Linked DNA regions of Gossypium hirsutum: region 2 is linked to region 1. A link is a contact called in public Hi-C data. All regions are on one chromosome and are shown on one strand. The core of a region is the stretch at or near the end of the contact, and the rest is flanking DNA. Distances in the headings are between cores, read along the strand shown. Region 1 holds the start of LOC107914207 (F-box/kelch-repeat protein At1g80440). Region 2 holds the start of LOC107913929 (E3 ubiquitin-protein ligase At1g63170).

What was found. A called contact is a pair of places that touch in the nucleus more often than the background predicts.
Region 2: a contact with region 1 is called in a Hi-C map of leaf, with 2.3 times the contacts expected there. The contact joins the promoter of LOC107913929 here to the promoter of LOC107914207 in region 1. A contact is called at or near these places in 2 of 34 Hi-C or Micro-C datasets (both in leaf).

Annotation. Positions count from the first base shown.
Region 1 is chrD10:8,275,376-8,280,868 of Gossypium_hirsutum_v2.1, forward strand. LOC107914207 (F-box/kelch-repeat protein At1g80440) reads right to left here and starts at 3,261. Exons shown (of 1, transcript XM_016843033.2): 1 at 1,818-3,261. The coding sequence starts at 3,077. The coding sequence ends at 2,016. It overlaps LOC121222368 (a long non-coding RNA gene), which reads left to right. Exons shown (of 2, transcript XR_005919605.1): 1 at 1-25; 2 at 143-359.
Region 2 is chrD10:8,426,834-8,432,326 of Gossypium_hirsutum_v2.1, forward strand. It overlaps LOC107913929 (E3 ubiquitin-protein ligase At1g63170), which reads right to left and starts at 2,452. Exons shown (of 5, transcript XM_016842595.2): 1 at 1,542-2,452; 2 at 1-424. The coding sequence starts at 255.

The sequences.
Region 1 (5,493 bases), core at 2,011-4,510:
TTGGGTGAAGTGAAAGCTGCTTCAGGTAATGATGAACTTTAATTCTTAGAGGTGTTGCAGGGCTTTGCATCCCCCATATTTTCTTATCTCCTCTCTTGAAACCCTCCAGATGCATTACAAATTTAACACTTATGGATTGCAGGGACTCCTCTCCTCAACCATCATTACCTAGTTTAGGGAGACTTCACATAAGAGTTGTTGTTATGAGCAAAAAAGGGTGAAAATTAGCCAATGAAGGCATCAATTTAGTTTTACTTTCGTCTGTTTTGATTATTGATTCGATTATATGTTTTAATAATTCAAAATATGAATTATTTATATTTCTATTTATTATATAAAATAATAATAATAGACTACAATGACACTTTTATAATTTTTCTTGTCATTTCTATTTTTCTCACTTCATTTTCATGACTCGTAAAAAATCATAAATGTCAAATTATGCAGAGTAAGTAACCCAGCAACACGTTATTCCTGTTTGAGAAGCACTCAGCACGGCAAGCGATAATTCAAAATCTAAATGCCACGCAACTTGCTTCCATAAGTCTTTCTCATTATGAAAACATAATTAATTGTCTTGAATTATTTTGGCATAATTATTTTTTTGTCATCAAATTTTACAAAAAATAATAATTTTAGTTCTGATCTATTTATTTATTTATTTATTTTTCTCTTTTAACCTTTGAATCTATATTTTCTGTCAAATCATTGTTAAAATAGATGAAAAAATTAATATTTATTAATTTTACTGATGTGGCATACACATGGATTACCACGCAAATGACATGTCAATATTTCAATAATTTTTAAATTTTAAAAAATTGATTAAATATTAATGTATTATTTATATATATTCAACGTTAATAAAATTAAAAAAATACAATTTAAAGACTAAAAAAATAAATAAAAAGTTAAAATAATCTTTTTTATAAAGATGAGTGCCAAATAAATTATTACGAGCTTCCTAAATAAAAACCTTGTTACCTGTCCTCCTTACAACTGAACTAATTAGACTTTTTTTCTCCCATATTTTTTTCTTTTTAGAACGTTTCAAAATAAAATCATTTTCATACTTTTTTTATTATAAAAATTATAATTCATTATTATTTTAAAATTTAAAATTTTCATATTTAGAAAAGAGTTTTTTTTACGACTAGTACAATTCAAACCTAGGTCACACCTAAGTCGATAAATACCTTTGACCATCAGGTTATTAAATGGAATTCTATACAAGAAAAAAAGAGAGTTTAAATTATATTAAAATAATTTTAAAAAGTCATTTTTTAAGTATTCAATAAAATATATTTTTAAAAGAATTTTTAATTAATATGGTACACATTCTAACCCTAAATCAATTCTCTTTAATAATAACTAACAACGTCTTAATTTATGACAAAAATATTATGTTGTAAATCACCTCCCATTATCAAAAAATTTCTCTAGCCTTGATACATCTCAGAATACACCTCCCCACGAGATGCGTATTATATTGGCAAAACGGTGGCTCCAGATCATAGTTTTGGACCTGTTTTAAAGGGCAAAACGAGGTGACAAGAAATACCGGAGCGGATTACACGTTCTATGTACCAGGCTTTCACAGGGCAGTGGGCTTTCATATTGCTGCTTGATTGCCCCCATTTATGGGCACTGCAGCAATGCACTAGACAGTGACATTTCCAAGTTGGTGGTGCCGTATTTCCCAAAATTTTTGTTTACCTCTCTAATCTTATCTCATTTCATTTTCGCTTATTTCAATTCTGTTAACAGGGACGACTTCTTCTCGACGCCTTTTCACTTTTTCTCCAAAACAGTGCTGATGGGAAAATGACTTTCATATTCATCACCTTATCCTATTTACCCACACTTGACCCATCAAAACTCCCATTTACAATGAAATTGACACTTGGGAAAGGGGAAAGGACAAATTAAAAAAAGCTCTAGTGTTTCATATGTATGTACAATACGGTCAATGACCCCGTTGGAAAAACAAGCAACCCAACTATTTTACACTTCATTTACAACTCTAAATAGCAACCGGATTGAACATGACCCGAGTATTCATCTCCCACGTCCATTCCTGTCCACATGTAATTTCTCAAATTTAACACATAAGCGGTGTGGGGCTGACCGAAGCCTTGTGAACCAATCACCAACAGTTTGTCTTCCCATGCGGCTATATGAGCTGTATTGTATACTTCAGCTGGCAGCTCAGCTACTGCTTTCCATGTACCAGCTTCGAGTCTTGCCACATCACCCCCTCTACACATGTATAATGTTCCATCAGTTGCCACGCAAGTTCTGGGAGACATGCCCTGTCTTAAGAAGTTCTCTTCCACTGGGCTCCACTTCCATGTGGCAACCTCGAAATGCTCGGCGCTGCTTCCGAATCGGCCTTGCCTGTCTGTACAATATCCGCCGATGACATGGAACTTTCCCAGGTGGAAGATCCCCTTGCATTCGTCACGCTCTCTTTCCATGTCAGGCAATGTGACCCACTTGTTGGCTGCCACATCATACGCCATTGCTGATCTCAATGCGTTTTTCTCCTCGTCGTGTCCACCGGCGACATACACCATCCGATCCGAATCTGATGCGCATCCAAAGAAGATCCTCCTTACGCCCGGCATGTCAGCCCCACGCCGCCAAGTGGCCGATAAAAAATTGTAAACATAGACGTCGTTTCGGACATCAAAAGTGCCTGGATCCAACCCGCCCATCACCACAAGGTTTAACCCCACTCCAACAACTTGACAAAACATCGGCAACACATCGGAACTCCCAGGAACCGGTGGCAGCTCACACCAGTCACCGGTGTCAGGCTCGCAAAGCACGATCCGATAAACAGGCATGGCATGGCATTTCAGACCCGAATTTTGATTCGGGTTGACTCGGCTTTGGGTCATCAGCATGACATGTTTAGTACACCCAGCGGCTTTTCGTTGACGGAAAAACGGAGGCGAATGAATTTCGACCTTCCAGTCTTTACAAGTTGATGAAATATTGGAGAATTTGTTGTAAGGGACACGAACTAAACACTGAAGGGCTATATCATTGGGAAGACCAGGTATGAGTTCCATGATCTGACGAGTCAAATGTAAATTTTCTTTTTCTTAGGAAAAAAAAGGAGAAAGTGCTGGTTTTTTTCAAAGGAAATTGAGGATAGAGTAGCAAATTAGGATTGAAGTTTTGGGTGGGAGAATAGAGATTGAGAGGTTCTTATAGGGAAGTGGATGAGTGCAAGTTGAAGAAGAAGACAGGCACCGAATAGACAATGGGAGACCATTGTATCATTGGGCCGTTGGTCTGTTAATATGCTACGCTGTTTTCAAACTTATCTTTTATTAAATGTTAAAAGACTTTTGCTTTCACAAATGAAATCATGATTTCTTTGATCTAATCTAGAAAATGTCTTATATCACAGACAGTTGCTACTACTTTTTAAACGCATTTTCTCAGCTCAAAGTCAAGCCAATATTTCTTTTAACAAAGTGTAATATTATATATGGCTTCAATGGATTCTACTGCTGTTGGTATTGCTATATATGCTCTTTAAAAAATGCTTCAATGGATTCCTCAGGCTTTGAGCTGGCATCCCAGCACCTATAGGACTTATTTTAAAATATAAATATATTTGTTTTTTACTGTATTTAATTTTGTCACACATATTTTTATAAATTATTTGAGTATATATATTTAAAACAGAAAGTATTTGATAGGCACACAATACAATTATACATATAAAAAATCATCTCAAGATAATAATAAATAAAATTAGAAACTTAGACATGAAATTAGAGGATTGTAACATTTAGTTCGAATTTTTCTCCAATAATGTACAGAAAATAATATTTTTTTATTATTGCATTTTTTTAATGTAAACACATATACGTTTTTACTTTCCAATATTTAAAAAGAAAACATAAAAGTGAAAAGCAAAATAATAATAAAAATAAATAATAAAATTTCATCTAACGACTTGGAACACGGTATGTATGATACAACATATGATCATTATTCATTCAAATGTTACGGGTTACAGATCAAAACTCGTGATCATTGCGCACAAAGCATCTTATAGACGTCAACTTACAAAATGGGGTTCATTTGACCCGCTTGAATTGACTTGATTCGTGGAACCCATGGAGAAACCCATTTACTTAAAGCATTGGTGACCCACTCCAGTAAAACTGGAGTTATCATAGTAAATAGTGTAAACCCTAAATGAATAAAGTTGTATAGAGTTTAAATCTCTTAGGGCTCTTAATTGTAGATAGATTTTAATCTTGACCGTCGGTGTAACTCAATCTATACCGTTGGTTTTGGGAGAGTTCAACTATAACTAGAGACCTTCCCCCAGTTGTATGGACTCGATTGTAATCCTTCATGGTAATTGATTACTATCGAGAGCATTTACTTAAACACTTAGTGTCTTAGAGAATTTTTGTAAAAATTTTTAACTCTCAAGAATAAGTTGATTTAGGCAAGATTTGAACCTAAAAAATCACCTAAGGTAACGCAATTTGTCAAACTAAAAATCTAATCCTATGACAGAATAGGTTCCTTAATGTTACGTGAGACTTGGAGATGCTTAGGGCTTAGATCCATCTATATATATATTGTTATAGTTTTAAGGATTAATATGTAATATTTCCATGAACCATTGTTTTATTGATTAAGGAACAAAATTACAATCAGATCATATAAACGTGCATTCAAGCAGTAAAATAATATATCCGAAAATGTCATGCATTTTAGCCACAATTTGGAGCTCACTTAAATCCTACTGCAACTTTTATTTTAACGTTAGGATAACAACACAATAATAAATTTGATGGAAAAGGTTCAATGAATCCTGTGAATTCTCCATGTGACAATACTTAACTTGCTTTTTCTTTTTTAACTTCTCTTTCCATTTTTAAGTATTTGTTTTTAATTTTTATACCATTTTAATTCTAATTTTAAGTTAAATAAAAATAAGATTTTTTTTTAGTATTATGTGAAAATAATAAATTAATATGAAATTACACATATTTATATATTTGCCCCTTCAGATTTTAGAAATATCAAATTTTAATTTAATGAATTTGATTTGTTTGGTAGGATTGAATTTTTAAATTTTAAAAAAGGTAAATTACATCATAGGTCACTCTAAAATAGCGTCGTTCATATTTTGGTCACTTTAATTTTTATTTTGTTAATTTAGTCACTCTAGTTAAAATAATTGCTCGAATTGGTTACTGTCGTAAAAATTTCATTAATCCACTAACGGATTGTTGACGTGGCATTTTTTTACTTTAGACTAAAGTTGGGGAGCTCTATATAACTAGTCCAAAACACTTTTTTTTTTATTTACTTGCAACATAAGAACTACCAATCCTTATCACCGTCCAACACCTACTATAAAAATCACCGATTCTCATTACCACCCATCCTCTTGTATAAGGTGATTCTTTATGGTGCAAGTACGACAGAATAAGGAGATCGGGATATTTT
Region 2 (5,493 bases), core at 1,202-3,701, 150 kb after region 1:
ATTCCTAGAGTTTAATCTGTTTGAGGAAAAAGAAGTCCGATTTGTGGGAGTTTGCGTGCTGCTTGACGGTCTATCTTCACTCTGTGTCAAGTCCACTCCTGAAGGTCGCTCATCCTGGGACGTGCTTGATGAAGCATCATCACGCCGCATGATGTCAATTATGTGTTCTTCACCATTATGGCTTTCCACCCGTTCCATTAGCAATGGATAATGATCAGTTTGCTCACTTCCTTCTTCTGGAGAGGAACTGTCCATCTAACTCTGGCAACTGAATTAGAACATAGAAAAGCATAGGTCGCTCATAGACTTTCTCGATCTATACAATCCCCCGCCAGAGTTAATAAGCTGTGCCAAGCAACTTAAAACAACTTGGCACTGAAAATCTACAAATCCACTAACTTTTATCCCCCTTTATACACAAACGCTGCCACGGAGTCAAGTGCAGAATCAATAATACTAATCATGTCAAAATAGCCATGTCATGAAATTTTAAGGAGAAAATAATAGTGCATAGAACTACTATGACCTTATAACATGGCTACAACATTGCATAACTGGCAAGAAAAATTAAGAAGTGACAGCAGACCAAAACAAATCACCAACATCATGAGTAGACGACAAATCAACCATAGCATAGACAAGACTGTATTTACAACAAATATGTCAATACGATCACTTTGAATCACTTGGTGAGGTCACCACAAAAAAAACAAAAGAAACAAGATCTTTAAAGAGTAAAGTACAAGATTTTATATCAACATTAAACATCAACAAGACTTTCTAAAGAAAAGATAAGATATTTCCACACTAAATTCATATAAAAGTAAACTAAAATTACCCAGAAAAAATCCAAGCAAAAAAAGTTGAACTTTTTGAACGATCATGATTTAGGTAACCAGAAATTACATTTCCAGTTACAATTTTGATACTGAAGACGTTATTAGCATAATAATTTCATCATAACTTAACCTCAACTGAAAAACAAATAAAAATTCAATATTTCAGATATTTAAGCTATCATTCAGGCAAATTCAATCCATCCATCGATCAGCTATAACCAAGAAAAAGAAACATTCTTAATTCTGCAGAATCACGATAAATGAATAGGAAAGTAAAACCCTAAATAAAAATCATAATTACAGAAAGACATAGGAACGTTGCCTAAGATTTCGAATGATAAATACCCGATAATGAATGCTAGTAAACCCAAAATTCAAGATTTTCAAAGGATCACCAAGTATTACATTTCCAGTTATAAATTCAAGATTTTCAAAGAGTATTACATTTCCAGTTATAAATTTGATAACCCGAGACATTATTACCACAATATTTTTCACAATAACTTGACGTCAACCGGAAAACAATAAAATTCAATATTTTTTATATTTAAGCAATGGTTTAAGAAAATTAAATCAAGCCATTGATTAACAGCAAGAAAACAGACAAAACCCATTCTTAATTTTGCAGGATCAAGATAAATTAATAGGGAAGTAAATCCCTAAATGAGAAAAAAAAAGAAAAAGGAAACAAAGGAACCTTACCTAAGATTTTGAATATTAAAAATCCGATAGTATATGCAAGAAAACGAAAAGAGAAGTTCCGATAAACTGCTACAAAGCTTTTCAATTCAAAGCCCAATTCCTTTTCTTCTCTTTTCTTTCATTGTCTTGAGAAAATATAGCGTCAGCTTTTCTGCTCCATTGCTTACGCCAAAACAGAGAGAAAGAAGCGTTTCTTTTTTTAATTTATATTTTCATTTTTTAGAAAGAAGAGAGAAGGGGGAGAAACATTCGTAGACCGTTGGATTAGTTGATTTTTTGACCTCATGGATCCGACAGTTTGGATCTATTTATGATTGCCAAAAGGGAAAATTCAATCTGTTCTGATTTTCCTTATTATTTTTGTGGGCGAAGACTACAATAATCTTTTACTTCAACCATTGGATTTCAACCATTTATGCTTGAAACTTGCTATAACCACTTTTCTTTTGGTCCCAACTAAAACCTACAATCAATCAACATAGAAGCAGATGAGATGGAGAAGAAATTTCAACGTCTTTTTCTTTATGTTCTTTAATCTTCGGATCTTCTCAACCCCGCCCCACTACTGTCATTTTCTCGTCCACAACATATTGTCTTTTTTCAATCAACATATTGTCTTTGCTTTCTTAAACTTGATGGGTTTTTACATTTCTCTTTGTTCTTCAATGGGGGTGTCGGGTGTTAGACTGTTTCTCCCATAAGTTTATCCTTGCATGCAAGGGTTTCTCCCAATAGAAAGTGAATCCTTTAAGCAAATTGTTGGTGGGGTATGAGGAAAAATAGAAAACCCAAGAATATATCACCTTACAGAAATCTGAAGAATTTTTCAAAAGATGATCAAATATTTAGTTGATAACTTTTGAGAGAAATCAAAAAGAGAATCTGCCGTTGAGTTTCAAATATAAAAAAACCAGATGAAACATGAAAGGGTTTTCTATGTTGTCTTTAAAGTTTGTACAAGGTTAATTACACATCATCAATGGCTATCATTTATTGCCTTTTTTAGTTTTTCCATCCAACCGCTAAGGTGACGAAGGTTCACATGGAGTTCGCATTATAGAAGTTTGCATTGCGGCAATTCACTTTTCTCAAAATTTAAACTTCTCTTTCTAATGTTCAAATAGGATTTGATTTGGCTCCATCTCATTATTGTTTTATTATTTTTTAAAAATATTTCTTTTTTAACTTAGAAATTTCATATAAGGGTTTAAGTATTTATATTATTATTTAAAGGTATAATTATAAATTTTAACGGCATTGATGTGGCCACTAACGTAATAATACGTATAATTCATAAAAATTCAAAAAAATAATAAAAAAATATTTAAAAAATTAACAAATTTAAAAAAGGTTATAAAACTTTTTAAAAAATGTATTCATGTTAACTGTAAAGTATACGAAAAATGCCATGTGAACTTCCATGTCAATGTCATTAAAATTTTACTAGTTCAATTAGTTTTTTTTGTAAAACAACAAGCAATTTAACTAAATATTAAAGGTTGATGGCCAAAATAACCCCCAAAAAAGAATAAAAGTCAAAATGAGTAAATGTTAGGAGCTAAATTTATCTTTATACCTTAATTAAACTCTTGACTGAATTGGTGTCACGAGTCAACTGAACATCAACTTGGTTAGGGAATTACAAAAATATCTTTCCACGTCAATCACACACCAACTTAATTAGAGAATTATAAAAATGTCCCTCCATATTTAAAATAAGTTATATTATTCTAGCACACTTTAATTTTTTTTATTTTTCTAAAAAAATTAATAAATAATTTGTATATGGTAGAAATTAAACCCATGACATTTTGGGTTGACAAAACTTTAATTTTATCTTTATAATACTTTATTACCTCCATTACTTGTATATATTGACACCATCACGATAAACAATTGTAATAAATTTAATATTCTTAATCTAATGTATTTAGGTGTTTAAATTTCGTTTTACTCATAATTTAATATATATTATTTTAATATCGTACATGTTGTATGTGTTGTTATGGTTAATTAGTTTCAAACGATATACTTTCTTATTTATTGTATGTTATTTTTAAATACATCTTTTTAAATACGTAATTTTCATTTATATAGTATGAAATTTCTAATAATAATAACGTTGGAATAGAAACCTAATGGGAGCTTCAGATTAAAAGGGGTTTGGGTTAAAAATAAAGAGTTTAATATTAAATTTTATTTTCTTTTAATTACTTTATTGCAATTTTCGTCATAATTTTTTTTGGTAATTTTATCACCACATTATTAAATCCCTAATTAACGTTAATTGTACACATCACTTGGTAATCCATTTTTCCACAAAATTGAAACATGAAATTTGAATTTTGGGTAAATTTAGAATAAAATAACGATCTTTTACATGAAAAAAACATATGTAATAGTAAAATATTAATTCAAAATATTTTAACAATTCTAGATTATTTGAAAAATGTGAAGTTACTTTTTTATCTCTACAATTAATTTTTAAATTAAATTTAAATAATGTATTTTTAATTATTGCTATTAATTTTTTAATTCGTTATTTGAATTTTTTAATATAATTAAAATATATTAATTTGTTAACAGTTCAAATATAATAAACAGATTTTCAAATACCCTATTAAAATATTTATATTTTGTAGATCAATAAATCTTTTAATAATATTAAAAAATTCAAATAATATTTAAAATATTTTTTCTATTTTCAATGTACAATATAATTTTATTGTACACAATCCTTTTTTAAAAAATAACTAATTAACGTTATTAAAATATATTAATTATTTTGATAATTCAAATATAGTACTAATAAAAAAATTTCTATTATTAAAGCATTTATACAAACCTTGAAAATTGTTAGATGGTAAAATAAACTCTTCATTATTCAATTTTTATTTTTAATAGTAATAATATTTAAATAATATATATTTAATATGCATAAAAATAATATCAAGTAAAAGATAAAAAATAAAAATATTTTTTAAATGATTATAATTATAAATTAAATTATAATTATTTTAAATATGTAATTATTATAACTTCTATTAAAAACATAATTATTAAAAATTTTATTTTACTTTAAAATTTTTAATTAATAATTCTAAATTAAATATTACATTTATTTTTAAATGTGAAATTAGTAATAGGATGAAAAATAAATGATATTTTAGTCAGTTCAAAAGTTTCTTCAAATTTGTGTTTTTTATATATAAATGAAAAGTAAAAATAGTCACGGGTCATTTGTCTTTGTGATAAATGACTTGATTACTATTTGATAGTAATCAACTTTTCATTAAGTAAGATGTAATGGTTACCATAAGATAAAATACGATCATATTGGGAGAATGAATTTATCCTAAAGAGATTAAAGATATCATATGAGGGTAATACACTTATGAGAAAGTCATTGGATGAACACTTATTAAGTAGCTTTAATAATGATATGTAATTAGGGAGAGCTCAGTTACGATACTATAGTAGAATAATTTCATGATTAAATAAGTTTTAAAAGGTAAAAAGTTGGAATTTAATTATAAATTATTTAAGCACTAATTATATATGTTCAATTAATCCCTCCACTATCTTGTTGAAACTAAAATGAATTACATGTAAAACCATATGAACGTAAATGAATGAAAATGATAAAGATAGAGAAATGAATCGCATTTACAAATGATTGTGTTTTCTTACTAAGTATAAAAATGACTTGAGAATTAATTTAAGATTTTCAAATTATTATTTAAATAATTATAATTAAATAATTAAAGTTCTAAAATGGAATTAAATTAATTTGTCATTATGAATCCATTGAATAAGAAAATTAAATATATTTCATTATAAATTCTTTTACGGTAAAGTTGCCATGACTTTAATGGAATTAGAATTGTGTTGATAAAATAATTTAATTATGAAATTAATTTAGTTAATTTAATTAATTAAATGGACAATATTT